Regions from separate parts of the Mus musculus genome. Here all the other regions are linked to region 4. A link is a contact called in public promoter capture Hi-C data. All regions are on one chromosome and are shown on one strand. Each heading gives the region's core, a stretch centred on a gene start, on an enhancer-like site or on the middle of the called end of the contact. The rest is flanking DNA. Distances are from core to core; before and after follow the strand shown. Region 1 holds the start of 9130409I23Rik (RIKEN cDNA 9130409I23 gene). Region 2 holds the start of Cnih3 (cornichon family AMPA receptor auxiliary protein 3). Region 3 holds the start of Ccdc121 (coiled-coil domain containing 121). Region 4 holds the start of Susd4 (sushi domain containing 4).

Evidence for each region. Promoter capture Hi-C pulls out the DNA fragments that hold promoters and counts their contacts.
Region 1: a promoter capture Hi-C map of embryonic stem cells shows a contact between it and region 4, with 14 times the contacts expected there. The contact joins the promoter of 9130409I23Rik here to the promoter of Susd4 in region 4. A contact is called at or near these places in 3 of 39 promoter capture datasets (embryonic stem cells, hippocampal neurons and liver).
Region 2: a contact with region 4 is called in a promoter capture Hi-C map of embryonic stem cells, with 9 times the contacts expected there. The contact joins the promoter of Cnih3 here to the promoter of Susd4 in region 4. A contact is called at or near these places in 5 of 39 promoter capture datasets (embryonic stem cells, hippocampal neurons, liver and 1 more) and 1 of 484 Hi-C or Micro-C datasets (embryonic stem cells).
Region 3: a promoter capture Hi-C map of embryonic stem cells shows a contact between it and region 4, with 8 times the contacts expected there. The contact joins the promoter of Ccdc121 here to the promoter of Susd4 in region 4. A contact is called at or near these places in 2 of 39 promoter capture datasets (the HPC-7 cell line and embryonic stem cells).

The regions. Positions count from the first base shown.
Region 1 is chr1:181,049,883-181,053,053 of GRCm38.p6, forward strand. 9130409I23Rik (RIKEN cDNA 9130409I23 gene) reads left to right here and starts at 1,355. Exons shown (of 3, transcript NM_001033819.2): 1 at 1,355-1,518. The coding sequence starts at 1,437. Gm39716 (a long non-coding RNA gene) reads right to left here and starts at 2,461. Exons shown (of 2, transcript XR_003948798.1): 1 at 1,811-2,461. It also overlaps the pseudogene Gm17967.
Region 2 is chr1:181,350,299-181,353,912 of GRCm38.p6, forward strand. It overlaps Cnih3 (cornichon family AMPA receptor auxiliary protein 3), which reads left to right and starts at 2,330. Exons shown (of 6, transcript NM_001160211.1): 1 at 2,330-3,208. The coding sequence starts at 3,128.
Region 3 is chr1:181,509,990-181,513,199 of GRCm38.p6, forward strand. Ccdc121 (coiled-coil domain containing 121) reads right to left here and starts at 1,462. Exons shown (of 1, transcript NM_207280.3): 1 at 1-1,462. The coding sequence starts at 1,396. The coding sequence ends at 425.
Region 4 is chr1:182,762,523-182,765,690 of GRCm38.p6, forward strand. It overlaps Susd4 (sushi domain containing 4), which reads left to right and starts at 1,694. Exons shown (of 9, transcript NM_001356461.1): 1 at 1,694-1,874; 2 at 2,484-2,666. The coding sequence starts at 2,519.

The sequences.
Region 1 (3,171 bases), core at 105-2,604, 1.7 Mb before region 4:
GCAAAACCTCTCGACAACAAAAAAAGTTTTATCTTTCAATTGAAATTTTAAAAGATCCTTTTGAAAATTTAAAACTAAATATCTTAGTGGGTAAATTACACCTATAATCTCCTTTCTCTTTATATATAATTTCAAGAATTAAGTGTATTTATTTTTAGATCTAAAGACTAAGCCTTTGTCCAAAGGGGTGGATTTTATTCTGACCACCTAGCCAAGAGGAGATTCGGAGCATCCTCTGTCCTCCTGACCAGGGAGCATTACTGTGTCCAGCTGTCTTTACTTGAGTCACCAAAAGGTACCAGAAACAAGACCAAACTAAGAAAAAGAACTGGGAAGCTACCAAAAAACAAAAAAAACTTTCCTCCTCATAGAGGGCCAGCTGGCTTCCTGGCATTCACTGTCAGTAACTGAGGGATGTTCCAGGGTAGGGGGCTTCCCGGCCAATGTACCAAATGTTGGGGTCCAGGAATTGCCCCACGAAACACACGAACACCCATCTCAGTCCAACAGGGATGGTTTATTGAATGCATATTCTAAGACTGATCCATCAGGGCTGTAGTTCAGAATTCGGGGGGGGGGGGGAAGGGGGAGGCGCTGAAGCTACGACCTTGAACATTATTTTTTATATCAGTTTATAAAGGATAAAACCACACCAAAAACAAAAAAACAAAAACAAAACAAACCAAAACAAAACTACAACAAAACCACAATGAGTTCATACGCAGGTGCTGGGAATGCTGCTGGGTAGTCAGTCCTGACTCAAGCCAATGCAGACATAACAGTTCATATTGACCTCTAATACAAAGGGTGCTACGTAAAACTTTGTGATTTTTTTTTTCTTTTAAGATTAACAAACCTTGACTGGCAGTGGTGGTGCACGCCTTTAATCCCAGCACTTGGGAGGCAGAGGCAGACGTATTTCTGAGTTTGAGGCCAGCTTGGTCTACAGAGTGAGTTCCAGGACACAGAGAAACCCTGTCTCGAAAAACAAAAACAAAAACAAAAAAGAAAAAGAAAAATATCAACAAACTCATACAGACTGTAACAGGGGACTCACAGCACAACCCGGCTCTGAGTCAAGTTATTTTTCTGTGCCAATAACTGACAGGCATTTTACAAGTACACTATGAAAAAGTTGGCAGGCATGGAACAAAATGGCTGCAGCCGTGCTAGGGCAGAGGCCTGGCCTTTACGTGCAGGGTCAGTGATACCCATAGACTGCAGGAGGGTACATCCAAACCTCAGACCCTGGAGGCACAGCCTGCAGAGTCAGCTGACCAGGCCGGGCTGGTGACTGGGTGGTGTTTAGCACCTCCTCAAAGGTATTACTCAGCCTGTGAAGGGGATAAGAGATGCAGGCCACAGCTGCTATTGATCCTGTCACCCTCTCGGAGTTGCACCTGGAGCAGATCCTAGGGCAGGTGTGCACACCAGCCATGAGGAAACTCGCATCACTGGAAGATGCTGAGTGGGTGTACAATGATCGGCTGCATAATGATCGACGTCGGGAGATATTGGGTGAGATTGCCTGTGTGTGTGTGTGTGGGGGGGGGGGGAAGACCTTTCATCCCAGTACCCAGGATGCAGAGCCTTGTGGTTCGTTTTGAGTTCTAGTCCCATTTCGTTTACCCAGGAGAGCTTGAGTGTGAGAGAGAGAACCCTTGATTTGAGCATATTGCAAATCACTTATGCATAGTTGATAGGAAACGACATACGACAATCTTATCTATGCTATATACATATTGCATAAAAATAAAAATAATTATTGATAATAATTAATAGTGTGATATCCACCTACATGAAAACTCACCCTCAAACAATGGAATTCGGTGTTCTCACCGGTAGCCGGGGAAAGTCAAAGAAACGGGAAGTTGTCATCGATTCTTGTTACAAGAGGGGGACTTTCCCCACAAATCTAGCCATCCCATTTGAAAAGCAGAAAGGACTTTATATTTCTCCATGAAAATTCGACCATATTCGAGGAGGAATGAGTGCTGCTCAGGATTTCCTTTCTGGGAACAGAGATGGATGGCCATCGGGAAGAAAACCAGGGCCGTTGCTTGAGTTACGTCGACATGATAGTGTATTTCTGAAACTTTGGTCACTTTCTAAGAAGTCCACGTCACAAAATTGACAGAAATGCCTGATCGACCAAACATGCTCAAAAAAAAAAAAATCTCAAAATAAACTAAAATTTTATGTAAAGCAAGGATGCCAGAAAAGGGACAAAACTGGTTCTCAGCAATGGGAGCTGCAGAAACTACTGAGAGTGAGGTGCTGGGCAGAGAATTCACGGAGGTGGGGCTGGGGATGTACTGGATGGTTGAATGCTGGAGCAGCCCACGTGAGGCCGCAGCCAGCATCCTGCTGAATAAGGAAAGAACCCAGAGCACTTGCTCTGCATCCGGGAAGAAGTCCGGGGGTGCTACTTACTGTTCTCTCTCTCTCTCTCTCTCTCTCTCTCTCTCTCTCTCATTACCTCCCCCTCCCCCTCCTTCCCTTCCCCCTCTCTCTAGCTCTGGCTTTCTTACCCCATTCTCTCTCCTGTTCTCTCACTTTTCCCCCCTTTTCTGTCCCCCACCCCAACAAGCAGTCGCTGTTTATTAACTGACCAGCTTACAGAAATACCCAGGGGACCCTTCCTCCATCCTTCACATAAGCCTGTCTGTCTGGTCTACAGCATCTGCATCTTCTAGTGAATGTGTGGTCTTTTTTATTTTTCCTTCATTCCACCTCTTGGAGACGATATTTGGGCCATGGGAGGCTGTTTGCTTCCTTGAATTGTATAGATCCCAGGAATTATATTCTTTATGCAAATGATGCCGTATTTCTCAAGAGATCGAGCAATCAAAGAATTATCTGTCGAGGCAATTCTCTTCTTATTGATTTTGCCCTAACCAGGCTTGTAGATTAGCTCATTTACCAACTTCTGGTTGGGGTCCTTCCATGTGCGTTCCCCAATTCCCAGGGTGTGGACTGAAGTCTTGTTGAATTTAACAAAGGTGTCTGTCATTGAAGACCTGGTAGAAGCAGAGAAGCTGCAGCACGTTGTGGAGTCCATAGCCTTGGTGCCTTGGGCTCTGATGGTTCTGCAGGTATAGGAGTTTCCAGCCATCCTTGCCAACCTAGCCATATCAATGCCAGTTCTCTATATATCGGCCTTTATTTGTC
Region 2 (3,614 bases), core at 1,080-3,579, 1.4 Mb before region 4:
TGATTAAAAATAAAATATATTTTATTCAATAAAATAGTTGAGAAAATCTGAATTCAACAAATGTTGATAAAAACAACTTAAAATTCTATGAAAATATACTTCAAATGTTAAAACTACCCGACATGTACTTAAGCATAATCAAGCATTTCAAACATGAAATATTCAATAGTCATTAAAAAATAACTGTGTCTATATAAGTATACATTCATTTTAAATTCATGGTTCCACTTGTTGGAAGGCATACCTGCTTAAGGGAGAAAGCAACTCATTTGACAAGTTATAAATCAAGACAGTAAAATATGTATTTTCTAGGAAATTCTCACATACAGCATCTTAATAATTTATTTAAAATGAGACATCTAAACCCCTTTGATCTTGTGGAGGTGAGAGTAACACCTTAGACAATATATTAAACTTTATCACTCATACTTCAGAAAAATGGTGTCAGTGGGAAACATGCCATGGGAATCCCTTCTACAGACTATGCTCATGTCTGCTACAAAGAAAGTCTGGCATTCCAGCCAAGATCTCAGAAACATCTCGGAATGCTTTTTCATTAGTGTCTATTCAGTGTTTAAAGTAAAGAGTTTCCAGACTTAGAAAGACAAACATTGCATGTTCTCTCTCATAGTGGGACCTAGCACCAAATCTTGAGATTTGTGTACTTGGAGAGTCTGTAGAATTTAGGGGTGTCTCAGAGACCAGCAAAGAACAAGGGATATTGTCATTTGCTCCAGGTTGCCCACCAGAACTTGATGATAAGGTTCTATTGCAGAAGACAGGAGATGGAGAAATCAAGCTAGCATTGATTAGGGAGTTTCCTCTCTGCTTTCTACCTTTCATAGTACCACAAGGAGCTATGCAGGCTTCTGAGTGTATGTGTGGCTCATCAACAGTCTTAACCAGCTGTGAACCCAATGAATCTGAGTAATGACAATGTGGCAAGATATGCCATGGGCACAACAGTGGCATGAATGTTAAAGGGGCAATCAGCTGCTTCCCGACTGGGTTTAAGGTCTTTGAGGAGGAAACTCATGCCTGCTACTATATATCTGGCCCAGAATCCATGGTTGGGGAATTGTTCATGTCCAGAGGACACTCTCTACAATTTTGCTAAATGGAACTAGTATCAAACTGTCCTCTAACTTTGTATCTCTATACCTATAGGTTGGTGCAGCTCTTAGATCTCATGAGGGAAGTTGTTTTGTGCCGTGGAGGGCAGTTAAGGTAAATACATGACCTGTCAAAGTGCAGTGGAGTGCTCAGCCAGCCACAAATGGACAATCATATCACACTCCTTCTCCCTAAGTTTCAGGGACCATCATGGAGAGGTGGCAGAAAAGGGGCCAAAGCCTGTAAGATCCAGAGGTTGGGGAGGATGGGAGCGAAGCATTCTTTTCTGTACATAATCCGATGTTCTGAGGTGCACCTCAGATTCCCGGGGGACTTGCTTGCTACTCGTCTCTCAGGACATTTCTTCTTGCTTCCTGTGCTGACTCATCTGAAATCCAAGTTCTATCTGCAGGGTTGGATTTTTTTTTTTTTTATTGAGCAATTATGATACAATTTTTTAAGATGCTTAACCTCTGTGACAGAGGTCCCTACATTTACGGATTGACTGGGTACCAATTGCTCCCTGCTAGGTCCTGTTGGGTTTGAAGACACTCAATTGCTATTCAGGTTTTATTTAAGGAGGCTAAGAAAGTTGGAGGTAGGAGCGAGTCTGCTTTCAACAGTAAGCTCTTAGTAATGTAAGCTCTTAGTAATGCCACAGAGCAACACAGAAACACTTTCTGCACCCTTGCCTTATCCCCTCCTCCCCCACCTCCCACTCCCCACTGACCAGGTTCCAATAATCCCAAGGTCAGATGGAGCAGGATAGTGGAGGATGCGAGGGATGGGCGCTGATTCAGAATCCTATGGGGGGCACAGGGTAGAGCAGTAAAGGCACCCTAGATCAGAAGTAGATTACAGTTTGGGAAATCTGCCTAAGCAGGACCCAACCAACAGGAGCCCTCCACTCCCTCGATCCCTCACTTCCCTGCTCTGGTGTGCTCCAAAGGGCTGGAAGCCTAGGGGCGGCCGACGCGTTGTCGCCATAGCCTTCCGCCTTCCCACTCTCTCCGGGCGCACGTGCTCAAAGAGTCCCTGCCCCTCCCGCCTCCGCGCGCGCGGGGCCGCAAGTTTCCTACGAGAGGCGGGCGAGCACCGCATCTTCTCTCCGCCGCCTCCCTGGCCCCCGCCGCTGCCGCTGCAGTCTCCGCCCGCGGGGAGGGCGCGCTCTGGAGCCGGCGAGGGTGGGGCGCCGCGAGGGAGGGGTCCCAGCGCCGCATTCCTCGCGGCGCCCGCGGCAGCAGCAGAAGCAGCAGCAGCAGCAGGTGGAGCCCCATTCAGCTGCGAGCCGCTCTTGGCCGGAAACCCGCGCCGCAGCCGCCTGGCCGGGAGCTGGCCCTCCAGGCTGGAGCCCACGCCGCCCCGGCCCGACCCAGTTTCCCAGGCACCGGGTTACCGAAGCCGGCGGCCGGGGGACGCGGTTGGGTCCGGGGCCGGATGCATCTCAGTGCGCATAGCTGCGCTGGGAGACCCCAGCCCGGGGCGCAGGGCTAACGGGACCTGGCCCACCTCAAGACTTGTGCTCTGGGGACAGAGCGGCTTTGGGATTCGGAGTCCAGGCACCTGGCCGGAGGCTGTTGAAGTCTGGGTGTCGTGCTCACCCCACCTCTTTGCTTGGGCACCAACAGAGAGAGCTCTTTCCAGAGGACCGGACCTCCTCGCCTGGTCCAGAGTGGAGTCCTCGCACCCGGTGCCTGTTAGTTTCGAGAACCTTTCTAGTTGACACTGGTCTGCAGGTGTTCTCTGCTGGTTAGGTTTCTTCTTCGGCTAGGGGGACTGTTGCTACCAGAGGCATTCTGTGCCTGTGGGCGCTCCAAGTCCCGGGTCTCCAGTCCTGCCAGAATCGTCCGGGCTTCGCTGACCCTCAACTCTGTCTCTGCTTGTCGTGGGTGCTTCTAGTCGTTTGGGTTTTTACCCGGAGTGTGTAGACTAGACATCTTTCTGACTGCTAATTGGGAAGGCACTGGTCTCCAGGGAGCGGCTTTGTGTGTGGTGGGATCCGGGGTCCTCAGCCATGGCCTTCACTTTCGCTGCTTTCTGCTACATGCTGTCCCTGGTGCTCTGCGCTGCGCTCATCTTTTTCGCTATCTGGCACGTGAGTAACCTGCAGAGGCTTCTAACTCTCCTGTACCCCAAAGTCCTCCCTCCCCCCACGCCCACCTCATTTCCTCATTTCACCGGCCTTTTAGACATAGCAGGCGTGGGCGGACCGCGAGGTCAGGCAGAAGTACTTTCTGGGCAGACCTTGTCCATCTCCCCTGTCCCGGGGCAGGAGACACAGTTCTTGGCATCCTGAGACCAGGCGGTACCGCGCCGGGCGCCTACCTGCCTTGGCTGGAGCCAGTGACTGGTGGAGCCTCCCTGCGGGGCACATTCCTGGGCGTGGCAAGGTGTCCCAGCCAGGCCAGGAGTAGTGGCTCAAAACCCCATCTGCTGGGCTTCCGCACCCCACTCCCTTCTCTCCTGCCTGCAGGAGAGAAGAAGCCCTGCCAGTGTCCCAG
Region 3 (3,210 bases), core at 212-2,711, 1.3 Mb before region 4:
TGCAAACCTGAAACCCTTCTAAACCAACAAACCCCTACAATTTAAAATAAGATTCTTATTTGCTTCAAATGGCCCAAAATACATAGAACATGTAAGCTATACACTATACTTTGTGGACTGCAGAGTACACATTAAGAAAAAAAAAGTGTGGTAAAATACATGTCTTAACTAGGTACTCTGAGAATTTCAAATGCTACTATAAAAATGGGTGGTATAACCCGTTAAAAAGTTTTCCAAGTGTTCTAAATCTCCGGAATCTACAACAGCCCCAGGGACACAGACAGTGAGGATGTGGGTCCCAGACAAGGAGCACGACCCCATGCTGCAACAACTGCCCTTCCTGAAAGTGTGTTTCTATTTTCCACGAAGGATACTTTTTGGCTTGTAGATTATTCCCTGCGCCTCAATTCAGTTGCAGTAGCTGTTACTTTGAACTTGCTTTTGATTTGGTGCTCAGCATGGTCTTTGAAGCTCTCTGTTCCTTGAGGCGTGGGTTATGACCACGATGATGGCGCTCGCGTTCTGCCTGCAGCCGCTGCCGCCCTCTGGTCAAGGCTTCTAGGTACCACTGCTGCTCCTTCGCCAGCTGCCGGTGCTTTTCCAGCTGGCTCCTCACAGCATCCAACCTGCCGTACTCCTGGCTCAGTTGCTGAAGCTCCTTGCGTAGCTGCTGGTTCTCCCTGTGGAGACTGCCACAGAACTCAGAATGAGCCTGCTTGGCTGCTAGCGCCAAGGCCTTGTACTTCCTCGTAAGCCCCGTGGTGTTGATCTGCCCCAGCTCCATCAGATGCCACTCTTGCAGCTCCTTCTCCATCAGTGCCTTTTCCCGCAGGAACTGGAAGTGCGCCTCCCGGTCCTTGGTCGCAGTCTCACTTCGGACTTTCTCTTGCTCCTTCTCCAAGGTCTGTATTTTCACGTCCTGGCCCTCCTTTATCTTGTAAACTGGCTTCAGTGCCTGCAACTGCTGCTTCAAATCCTTCTGGGTCTTTCTGCCCTGCAGGAGCTGGGCTTGAAGAGCTGCGTTTCTCTGGTTGTATCTGGATGCCAATTCTTGTCTCTCGCGTTCTATCTCGCCACATTCTTGGACGTACTGCTTCCACAGCTCCTCCTGTTTCTTCTCACACTGTTCCTTATTTTTACGCAGGTATTCCATGAAAAGCTGGTTTTCAGCCTGCACACGGTATTTTTCCTCTAGTAGCTGCCTGCTGTCCTTCAGCAGCCTTTCCCGCCGGCATTTGGTTTCTTGGATTTGCTGGCTCAGCTCCTTCATCGCCACCACTGTCTTCCTTTTTACCCGTTTCTCCAAGCTCGTTAGCAACTTTGGCTTGAGATATGTATTTAGAATAGTAAGGTGTGGTGTTGGCGGGGGTGCATCTCCAGGGCTCTGGGCAAGCATACTCCTTGAATCCCCAGGTCAAGGAGAGTGACTGCAAGAGAGCATGGGATGGTGGTTTGTTGTTTCAGGGCACAGAGTCCTGAGCAAATGTTCCCAAGGTTTCTCCCTCTGGTGGTCAAGGCGACCAAGCGACACTCAGCCTGCCAGGAAGTCAGAGCAGGTCAGAGGCTGTCCAGGGCTTTTCTGACTCTCTTTCCTTTTTGTTAAACAGTCACACTGTTTGTTGTCCAAACCAGTGCCAGGAAGTCCAGACAGGTGTCAGAACAGCATATGTCCTCCCTTCATAACGAGGAGGGTAGAGAAAACAGACCTGCTTGACTTTTAGAGTTTGTCAACATACTCAGCCTGGATTCCAAGTCCGGGCCTCACCACGCAGTGCATGAGGTGGCTGAAGCTGAGAGGGGTTTTAGGCCAGGCCTGTATGAGCACCGATGACCCAGCACCAGTAAAGTCCATATAGAACATCTAAGGTGATTTAGGACAATCATCACTCAAGATTTCTGAACCAGGGGTAAGAGTCCAGAGAATTGGTTTCTGTGGATATATGACTGCAGTTTTAAGGACTACCCGCTAATTGCCTTCTCCCCACTCACAAAGAAACCCTCTGTCCAATCCTCAGAAAGCTCTGAGCCTAAGTGGGGGTCCTTCAGATGCTAAGGTGGCTAAAAGGCCTACCCAGCCTCTGGCAATCGACTGTGCATGGAATGTCCATGTCTTCTGCCTTCTCTTGGTGTGTATAGTCTACATCAGGGTGTCGGGGGCTCTTTCTGCAGACCCAGTTCCTAGTGGGGCCAAAGTTAAGGGCGACTGCAGAGTCTTCTGTATGCTGTTCAGTGTCTCAATCCTTGAATACAGATAAGATCTCTTAGAGTTCATGAAAGGATGTGGAAGCTCTAAGAAGTAACATCTTCGTCCAGGACTATAGGTAGTTGGATCTGTCGGGCCCCCTGACCCCTGACCCCTGACCCCCGACCCCTTTGGCTCCCTTGGCAAGACTGTTATACTCTCCCAGAGAGTGATTCCCTAACTGCCCAAGGATTCTTCCAGTGATGGTTTCCCAGACTGCTCCCTTGAGATTCTGATTTGGGTGTTTTGGAGAGGAAAGAGGGATCTGGGGTTAATGCAATGATTCTTGCCATCAGAGTTTGACAAACACAGCGGTCATATCCCCTCACACCACAGCTCCCCTCACCCCATGGCCCCAAGCTGGAACTCAGCCTGTGCCGGATGCCTTGAAGATATGAAACCACGGGGCTTCTATAATCACTGTCCCCATGAAATCTAAATATAAGAAGACACAATGCCCATGTTGGGTAATAGCTCTGCTTCTATAGGCTCTGCCTTGATTTCCTGGAGATTCAGGATGTGAGACACAGACGAGTGCCCATAACTGGTATAATTGTGCTAACTCATCTGTTGGAGATGGGCTTTCGCAGATGCCAGCTGCGAAAAAAAGCCCAAATAAACCAAAAGAGCCTCAGCATGACAGTACAATCGAGTTCTCTGGCCGCCAGACTCACACACTGGTGATTAGCTGGAGACAGCTGCAGACAAGGTAGCGCAATAATGATCCAGGATGGGCGGGGCAAGGTGCAGGAGCGTAGGCTGTCTCCCAGGCCACGAGGGACGGTACACAACCATGGGGCCACCCAGAGCATCGAGGCAGATGACTTTAAAAGCCTTCAACTTAAGTTTAGAGAGAAAACTATGGGAAGTCCTTCATGCCGAGGCAATCACAAGGATTAAAAGAAAACTGCAAAGTAAATCTACCCAGACACAGCAAACCTTTTTCTGAAATAAAATAGAGAGGTGGG
Region 4 (3,168 bases), core at 444-2,943:
ACTGTGTCAGAAAGGAGACTTAAGCGCAGATCCCAGGCTTGGGACAGATGAACTTGGATGGTCCTGTTGGCCCTGGTAGTCTTATAAGCCGATTGTTGCAGCTAAGCGGCAGACTTCAGATACATTTGTTGCATGGTCAACAAATAGTTTTATGCCCTGTGGATCTGACAGCTATTTTTAAAACGGTAGATATTTTATTGAGAATAAGCTAGAATAAATATTCAATTTGCAGCGAACAATCTTAGGACCTTGGAAACACAGAAAAATGCCCAAGTAATGCTTTGGGCTTCAGAGTTCAGGCTTTAGCAGAAATGCATTTGTGATAACCAAAACTGTTCAACTTACTCCGTGCAAAGCTGACATCTCAATTTTACAAATCGAAAAAAAAAATCAACAACATTGAACTAGATTTATCTACTAAAAGCTAATTTCTCCTGCAAGAATTTGTTAAAATTACTCGCAGTAAAAGCCAACACGGTAAAAGCTGTAATTTCCAAACTACCTTCAGTATGTGAGATTTTGGGAAAGTCGATAGAAGGACGAGATGATTTGGTGGCTGTATCAGAAACATGGTTTTTCATATCCACAAATTGCTACAGAATAATGGGGATCCAGTGGTTCAAAAATACTGCCTGCCGGCCCTACCTCATTAAGGCACACCCCTTAATCACCAAGGCTCACACAAGTACCCTAGGAGCCGGCCCAGACCTCAGAGGGAGGTCTAGCTTGCTGGGGAACAGCAAAGGTTGGGAGAACAGAGCTAGCAGCAGGCTGAACTTAAGACACCAGGAAGGGACCGCTGACCAGGGGAACGTTCTTTCCTGGGGACCCCTGATCCTTTCGGGTTCTTACCCAAAGGAAATAAGCTTCCGGTGATATCCAGCTTTCCCGCATTGGCACCCATCATCTCACTGCCCGGTCACTTGTCTCCCTGAGGGAGAGCCTCTCAAGAGAAAGCTCCGAGAGATGCTTGCGTCTATCTCCAAGGCAGCCAAGAGGGAAAATGCCGACGGTGCAAGGGACGGGAGACAGAGACCCAGCCTCCTCGGGCTGTCCACTGGGCTCTAGGGGAAGCTCACACCCGTGGAGATGTTCGGGGTCACCAAGAACTTGAGGTTTTAGCAGCAAGGGTTGTGCTTACACCGCCCCATTCAAGTTAACCCTGTCATCGGTGATGGTCCTGGGTGGGATCATCCTGTCCACCTCCACCTTCGAGGTCACAGCCTCTGGTGGCACACACGGGGCTAAGGGCTCCAGAGGCCACTGGTGAAGGATCGCGGCGCAGACCTGCGGTGTGTGCGCGTGCGTGTGCCTGGGTATGTGTGCGTGCATACGCGTATGCGCGTGTGTGAATGCGTGTGCGTGTGTGCCGCCGCCTGGCGACTCGTGCCCGACAGGTGCAGGCGCGCCGGCTTCCCATTGGCCACGGCGTCCTCCTCCGCCCACGCCATCCCCTTACCCCTGCTACCGGCGCTGGCTGGGACCCGCCGAGGCGCGTGCAGGCCCGCGCGCCCCTGCCCTTCCCGCGCGCGCCCGGGCCTCGTCCCTTCCTCCCCCTCTCCGCGCCGCCGCCGCGCGCTCCCGAGCTCAGGTAGCGGGCGCGCGCAGCCCGGCAGCCGTGGCCCTCGTCACCCCCGCCCCCGGCCACTCGGGGGAGCCCGGGGAGGGAGCGCGCGGCGGGACGGGCGGGGGCGGTGTAGCCCGGCAGCCGCCGAGGCTTCCGTCTCGCTCGCTCGCTCGCTCCTCTGTCTTGCTCGCTCGCTCGCTTGCTTGCTCGCGCAGAGGCGGCAGCAGAGGTCGCGCACAGATGCGGGTTAGACTGGCGGGGGGAGGAGGCGGAGGAGGGAAGGAAGCTGCATGCATGAGACCCACAGGTAAGAGCCGGAGCCCGGAAGGGGCTTGCCTGCCCCGGGGAGGCGTGCGCAGGCCGGGCTGGGCGAGTTGGCTCCTGGCTCAGCTCCCCTAAGGGAGGAATTTTTAAAATAAAAATAACAGCTCAGATTTCATAAGGGACTGGGGCAATAGGAGCCTCCCAATCCTTGGAAAAGCAGAGAAGTATCCAGGGGCAGCAGGGGGCACATTGTGAGATTCCTCAGAGTGAAATGTACAGGCCCGGGGAAAAGTGTTTTCTCAGCCGCTTGATGCTATAAGGCTTTAGACTTTCCTGTCATGATCAGAGCCGCTGAATCCCGGGGACCAGCACAGAGCCAGTGTGCACTAACCCCTGTCCTCTCTCCCCTCCTCCATCCCTCCCGCACGCGCAGTATCCCATGGTGGCTGCTACTCTCTGGACCCTGCATGGGGGGTGGCAGGGAGGATCTCGCTGTGGGAAAGGGGGCGGGGGCTGCGCAGGGGCGAACAGGGATGGGATGGGATGGAGCCCGCAAAGCCCAGGCACCGGGCCCCCAGGGTGGAGGAGGGAGAGCTTGGCCCCAGAGCCCGGGCAACCCCGGGGTATTGTCGTGTTCCGCTCCTGGTTGCAGACTCTCGCAAGCTGGATGCCCTCTGTGGATGAAAGATGTATCATGGAATGAACCCGAGCAATGGAGATGGATTTCTAGAGCAGCAGCTGCAGCAACAGCAGCCTCAGTCCCCCCAGAGACTCTTGGCCGTGATCCTGTGGTTTCAACTGGCGCTGTGCTTTGGCCCTGCACAGCTCACGGGTGGTGAGTGACCCCGCTGTGGTGGGGGGAGCTTTGAATGGCCCAGCAGGGAGGGGAGACTGTACCGACCGGACAGCACTGCGCCTTCTGCATACGTGCAGACTTTAGGGGTGCCTGAGAAATAGAGTCCCTGTGTCCCAGCCTTCTGCAAAACCCCTGGAGTTCACAGAAAATTGTGTGGAACCGGTGTAGGTTCGCACACCCACCGGCAGCCCAATTGGGCTTTTCTGAAGGAAGGATAAGAAGCCTGGCACATTTTCCCATTTTGGCCCAGAGGAAAAAGAGGATCAAAGGAGTGTGTGGGGGTGGGGGTGGGGGGAAGCAGTGTATTTGTAGCCCTTCGACCCTTGATCTTTGCCCTTCACACACAGGTCAGGTTTGGGCTTCTGGATTTGAACTACTTTAGAATAAACCGTCTTGAAGAATGTGAAGGGTCTGAAAACATGGTCAGACCAGTTGAAGGACAGGTTTATTTGAAAGTTAACTTTCTCTTTCTTGGAGGTGG